Regions from separate parts of the Callithrix jacchus genome. Here region 2 is linked to region 1. A link is a contact called in public Hi-C data. All regions are on one chromosome and are shown on one strand. Each heading gives the region's core, a stretch centred on a gene start, on an enhancer-like site or on the middle of the called end of the contact. The rest is flanking DNA. Distances are from core to core; before and after follow the strand shown.

Region 1 (3,294 bases), core at 373-2,872:
TCAGGTTTCACTGTCCTCCCCACCCAGCTGAAGCTGGTAGCTCTCAGGCCCACCCTCATGCTCTCCCCCTGCCTCTCCACCAGCCAGGACCCAGGTAGAGCTGATTTCTGGGTAAGGTGCACCATCTCATCCCTAGTTGGGAGGCCTGGGAACAACTTCCTCTTTCAATGGTTTTGCATTTAGGAATCCCATTAGGGGTGTCCTTTCCACAACCCATTTGGAAATGATCCCAAGCAGAAGTTTCTTCCAAGAATATTTACAGTCTTATAAGTAAAGTTCCAATTCACTGAGATCTCAGTTTGTGCCAGGTGCTTCTCATAATCTCATTTAATCCTTTCCACAGTCCCATACAAGAGTGACCCAGTGAGTGGAAGGGTTCTTTCTCCTCTGGGCAGAGGATTCTCCCTACACTCCTCAGCTCAGCGCCCCCCCCCCTTGGCACTCCTTTCCACCTGCCCACTGGCTACCAATTAACACATCAATACCAGCTTTTTGCACAGGTACTAGACAGGAACGTGGTCCTGTTCCTCTGCCAGTCCCATCCACTCCAACTCTCATAACTGTGGGCCGGGTCCCTTCTCTGTTCTTTAATTCTGCTAACACTGCAGAATTAAATCTACCCACAACAGAGATCCATTCCTCTGACCCTTGTACAACCCCAGATAGGACCTCGCCCACCTTCTGGTCAAGGGTCCTTTTGGTTTCCTCCTAAGCATGCCCACCTCCTAAGGCTCTACCCAAAGTAAGGTCATACCCTGGACAACCTCACCTGTCACCAGGCAGTGGAAGGAGTGACCAAGAGCAGCCAGGCCACTCAGACCCCATGGGCCCTGGCCCTAACCTAGCTTTATACCATATGGTGGCCCCAGACAACAAAATCTTAGGGACATCAAAAGTCAGGTTGGACTAAGGGATGTTTGGGGCTGATCCTCCAAGGTTTGAAGAAAGGACTTCCATGAAATCAGTCCATCCACTCTGCAATTCACTCCACATCGTTCATTTGATTCCAGGAACAATGCCTGCACCCTTAGACAAGGATAACCCAACAGTGCTCTGCTGGTTTAGGACAGAGCTCATCCTCCCTTGTCCCACATCCCTGCCCTCTACCAAGTTTCCCAACTCTCTGCTTTTTTTTTTTTTGAGACGGAGTTTCGCTCTTGTTTCCCAGGCTGGAGTGCAATGGCGTGATCTCGGCTCGCTGCAATCTCCGCCTCCTGGGTTCAGGCAATTCTCCTGCCTCAGCATCTCGAGTAGCTGGGATTACAGGCACGCGCCACCGTGCCCAGCTAATTTTTTGTATCTTTAGTAGAGACAGGGTTTCACCATGTTGACCAGGATGGTCTCAATATCTTGACCTCGTGATCCACCCGCCTCGGCCTCCCAAAGTGCTGGGATTACAGGCTTGAGCCACCGTGCCGGGCCCAACTCTCTGCTTCTTTAGGCAAGATCCCTCCCCATGCGCAATCCCATGCCCGCCAGAGAGTGACTTACCAGCCCAGGCCAGGCCGCACAGCACGGCCAATACCAGGGGGATGCAGGACCTCATGGTGCCCAGTTGGAAGCCAAAAGGGGAGTGGCTGTTGGACTTTCACTAGAGCCAGGTAAATGTCACAGCTCTCAAATGAGCCTTATTCCTCGGGCTGATCCTTTTAAAGACACCAGGACTTGTGGATCTGGTGTCTCCAGATCCTTTCAGGAGGAAAAAGGGGAGGGAGGGGCCCTAGATGGATAGGAGGTGGGGCCCTATAGCTGTTTGAAGCCTGAGGGAAGGTGACGAAGCCGGTAGGTAATGCCAGATGTTGAGAACAGGTAATGCTGGCTGTCTGCAGCTAGAAAATAGGTCATGTAGGCAGGTACAGCAAGATGGGTCCAGTTTGGGGGGTTATTTTTCCAAACTAGGGACACCCATGGGCTTATCTTTGGGTGATCTCTACCAAAAAGATAGCTCCTTACCAGCCTCAGACCTGACTTTCAAAGGGGCCACAGGTTGGCTTCATCTTCAAATTCCTGTGCTTAGCATGACCGTGGCACACAGTAAGGTGATTGGCCAAAGTTCAACAAACAGTAAGTGCCCCAGCAAGGGTTCGGGTCCTTGAACAGAGAGACACAGGACATGTTGGTTAGAACCAGGGCAATTCTTATTACAAAGCCCAGCATAGCTGAATCAGCCACATGCGGCCTCGCATGGCTAAATCACCCTAAAATATTATGCAAATGACTCTAATTGAGTCAGTCTCTGGGGTTTACCTGTTTCAGATTCCTTATGAGGCAGGGGAGGGGCAAGAGGCCTCTTAAATGCAACTGAAGGCCCACTCTTCCTCCCCTGGGAGCGCGGGGTCTTACTGCCTTCACCCCCACTTACACCCCTCTCCTCAGGAACTCCTCCCCAGTGAAGTTCTGTTGTTCCCAAGTCCAAAAGAAGAGGAGCAGCTCCCCGTGACTGTCAAGTTTTCCCTGATAATATACATAAAATCTGCTAAGTACAATGACCTTGCCAGAAAGAGCACTGCATAGGGATTCTCAACCCTCTCAGAGAAGAAGACCATCACACAAAGAGGCAAAACTGCGGAACAGTGGAGGCCACTCCATCCGTGATTTCTTTTCTAGAGGCTGGAGGTGGAGCACAGCTTCATCCAGTGTGCTTTACCTGGAGAAGTTTCTTCCTCTCACAGGTCTTCAGCCTTCTCATCTGAAATGAGGGGTTGGATCTGACAATTCCTTCCAAGTTCTCAGACTTTAATCTTGAGGTTTCCTGCCCGGGCACCAAGTTGAACAGCTGCTGGTGGGTTAAAGAGAACCCCTGCAGCCTGTTGCTGTATAGAGATGAGTCCAAACAAAGGGACTCAGGTAGTGAGAAGGATAAGCCTAGGGCAAGCAACCTTTGCAAGGGGCTCACACCAAAATCAAAAGTGCAATTTTTTTTTTTTTTGAGAGGAAGTCTCACTCTTTGCCAGGCTGGAGTACAGTGGCATGATCTCAGCTCACTGCAAACTCCAACTCCTGGGTTCAGGTAATTCTCCTGTCTTAGCCTCCCAAGCAGCTGGGATTACAGGTGCACACCACCATGCCCAGCTAATTTTTATATTTTTAGCAGAGACGGGGTTTCACCATGTTGGCCAGGATGGTCTTGATCTCCTGACCTCTTGATTTACCCACCTCAACCTCCCAAAGTGCTGGGATTACAGGCATGGGCCACCGCTCCCAGCCTTTTTTCTTTTTTTTGAGATGGAATCTTGCTCTGTTGCCCAGGCTGGTGTGCAGCAGTGCAATCTCAGCTTACTGCAACCTTCGTCT
Region 2 (3,294 bases), core at 430-2,929, 110 kb after region 1:
CTGATGTGAGGAGCCAGGTGTGCAGCTTCGAGGCTCTGGGGGTGGGGGAAGAGCAGCCTGAGAGAGAAGTAGCAACAGCAGAAGCAGCCTGGAGCCAGCGAGGTAGACACAGGAAAGACAGAAGTGGGAGAAGAGCCTTAGTGAACCCAGGAAGGCCTCTCTCCAGAGGAGGAGCACATTTCTCCTCAAGCTCTGGAGGCAGGCAGGCAGGTGGGCAGGGGTGTCCCCCAGCCTCTGCAGTGGCCCACCCCCCAGCTCCCCAGCTCCCAGGGATGCATGCAGCTTCCCCTCAACACTGCAGGGCTGGTGGGCTCGAAGGTCCAGCCTTATCCCTGAATCAGAGCAGTTGGAGACAGTTAAGGCTCTATAATCTCGGTTGGGGGTTAACGGGTGGAGGAGGCTTTGCAGGAGGAGATAATGGGGCGGACCTCAGGTCCTCCACACTACCCACCACCACACCACCGTGGAGCTGGGGGAGCGAGCGGGCTGTTGGCACCATGGGCCGGGCCAGGAGTGTGTCTGCCATCCTCGGAGCTGGGTTGGGGGCCAGCTTGGCCTTTCACAAGAGGGGTCCACCTGTGAGTCCCTGCTTCTATGCCGTCTACCCCTCTATCCATCCCTGACTCAAAATGTGTTGAAGGAGCCGCTTGTAAGGAAGAAGATATCGGTTTAGAGGTTTTCTCTTTTATTTTTATTTTATTTATTTATTATTTTTTTTTGAGATGGAGTTTCACTCTTGTTGTCCAGGCTGGAGTGCAATGGCGCAATCTTGGCTCACTGCAACCTCCACCTCCCAGGTTCAAGCGATTCTCCTGCCTCAGCCTCCCAAGTACCTGGGATCACAGGCACGCGCCATCATGCCTGGCTGAGTTTTTGTATTTTGAGTAGAAACGGGGTTTCTCCATTTTGGCTGGGCTGGTCTCAAACTCCTGACCTCAGGTGTTTCCCCGCCTCAGCCTCCCAAAGTGCTGGGTTTACAGGTATTGGTCAGGCTGGTCTTGAACTCCCAACCTCAGGTGATCTGTCCATATTGGCCTCCCAAAGTGCTGGGATTACAGGTGTGAGCCACCACACCCAGCCCTAGAGGTTATCTGTTTAGAGGAGAGGGTCCCCAGATGATGAAAATTACAGTCATTAAGGCTCACATTTACTGAGCATCGAACTCCGTGCCAAGAGCAATTCTCAATGCTGCATAGTAGCTCACTAGGCCCTTACACCTGTGAAGTAAGTGCCTTCTTCACTTTACAGAAGAGAGAGAGAAATGGCCAGCACGTCCCACCGTGACTTGGGGGATGCCAGGGTTCAAATCCTGCTCCTGCTAGATGCCACTGCTGCTCTTCACTGCTAAGCTGACACGCCGGGCCCTGCGGTGTGCTGCGAGCCTTCCTTCCGTCATCTTCCCCAGCTCTACACTGCCATTCACAGATGAGGAAGCCGAGGCTCAGAGAGCACACATTTCCCCCAAGGTCACACAGTCAGGATTCGGATGACCTGCTCTAAAGTTCATCTTTTATTCACTCCTTGCTTCCCTCAAGGCTGAGGAGTGGGGTGGAGAGAGACCAGGAGAGCTACGGAGCTCGATCTGCCTCCGCTGCCCTCCCAGCCCAGAGCTCTGCCAGCAGTGGTAGGAGGAGTGCGGTAAGTATTTGCTGATGAACCAACAACCGAAGGACAAAAAACAATGAACTGTCATCTTCCAAGGCAAAGGATTGCAGAAGCCGCTGATATCCTGCCCACCACCCTCCCCATCCACTCCTCTACCACCTCCAGTCCTTCCTGTGAATGCAGGGGAGGCAGGAGCCTCTTGGGGTGGGGTCCCTATCAGGGAGGAAGTGCAGCCGGCTTCTCCCCCACCCCCGTTATCACTTCTCCCCATCCCTACTTTATCACCCAGGGCCTCCACAATCCCCTCCCTGTCCCTCTCCAGGGGCTCCTGGGTAGGAGAGGGAAAGACATGTAAATCAGAGGGGCTGGGGGAAGCGGAGGAAGCAGAAAGGATACCAGGAGTATTTCCCTGACACACTTCAGCTGCGACTCACAGTGCTTGCCAGGCTGGGCCGGTGGCACAGGGAAGCAAGCCCTTTCTGAAAGGCTGCTTCATCTGTCTGGCTGGCCTAGCAGGCAAATGGGGAAATGGTAGCCAGGAGCTGTCGGGGCTGAGGCACCTGCCCTTGCTTCGGCCCTAGCCACATGTCAGCTGCCACAGATGTTCACAGGTGTCTGCAGCACTGTTTTGGTGTTCTTGTTTTTTCAGACAAGATCTCGCTCTATTGCCCAGGCTGGAGTGCAGTGGTGTGGTCACAGCTCATTGCAACCTCAATGTCCCGGGCTCAGGTGGTCCTCCCACCTTGGCCCCACCAGGTAGCTAGGACTACAGGCACATGCCACCAGGCCTGGCTAATTTATTTTTAAAATTGGTTGGAGAAGTGCCATCTCACGATGTTGCCCAGGCTGGTATTGAATCTTGAACTCCTGGCTTCAAGTGATCCTCCCACAGTGTTGGGATTACAGGCATGAGCCACCACACCCAGCCAGGATTTAGGGTTGGCTCAGGGTGGCACGGGCCTTTCCAGAGGCCCGGTGGCTTCTGTGTGCAAGTGAGGAGTGCAGTGGGGAGACCCTCCGGAGCTGAACAGAGACTGTCAACCAGGCTATGTGTGACTTCTCCATTTAGCACCAAGGCCTGGAGGTCCAAGGGGAGCTCTGCCCAACATCCCTAGAGCTCCCGGGAGCTTCTTCCTGCCTTCCTCCCCTCAGCAGCCAGTATCTCAGAGGCCATGCCTTCCTTCCCAGAGTCCAGCTAGGACAGAATTTGCAGAACAATCCAGCTTGAAATCTGATACTCGATCCACCCCTCTGTGCATCCCCTGGATCAAATAACCCTGGCTCTGTGACCTTTGGCTCAGATCTGTCTAGTTCTTAGAGTCTGTCCAGACTTGGAGTGAGGCTGTTGAGTCCCGAGGAGGGAGGGGCTGTGGCAGCACTGACAAGTTTCCCACATTCCTGTGGTACCTGAGTCTTTCCAATGACTCCCTTCACCTGAGGCTCAATTTCTCATTACCCAGCCCTTTCCCGTCCTTATCAGTGACTTCTTGAACAACTGAACCAAAGAGTTTCTGGTTCATGTGCTAATATTAACCTGCAAGAGGACACAGTCTTTGGCTCTGTCTCGGTCAACTCTGAACATGCCCTGCAGACCTAGGTTTTGGAAGATGCAAGAGCGGGAGGGATGGTCAGACTGCTGGATGATAAAATGAGAATTCAAAACATTCCAGCAGGCTAGTGTGGCATAAT

Evidence for each region. Hi-C and Micro-C count contacts between places; a contact is called where the count stands out from the background.
Region 2: a Hi-C map of induced pluripotent stem cells shows a contact between it and region 1, with 3 times the contacts expected there. The contact joins the enhancer-like site here to the promoter of LOC100398744 in region 1. A contact is called at or near these places in 3 of 3 Hi-C or Micro-C datasets (induced pluripotent stem cells and skeletal muscle).

Annotation. Positions count from the first base shown.
Region 1 is chr9:2,016,068-2,019,361 of calJac240_pri, forward strand. LOC100398744 (uridylate-specific endoribonuclease) reads right to left here and starts at 1,623. Exons shown (of 9, transcript XM_054237897.2): 1 at 1,492-1,623. The coding sequence starts at 1,546. The region is part of intron 2 of LOC144577824; the gene reads left to right.
Region 2 is chr9:2,128,977-2,132,270 of calJac240_pri, forward strand. No RefSeq gene overlaps it. Among named protein-coding and RNA genes, the nearest start is that of HDAC7, 15 kb to the left of the region's middle. Within about 2 kb of position 1,680, at least 3 of the 16 cell types and tissues checked have an H3K27ac peak or open chromatin away from gene starts, as enhancers often do. A contact at or near this core is called in skeletal muscle, where this site is marked.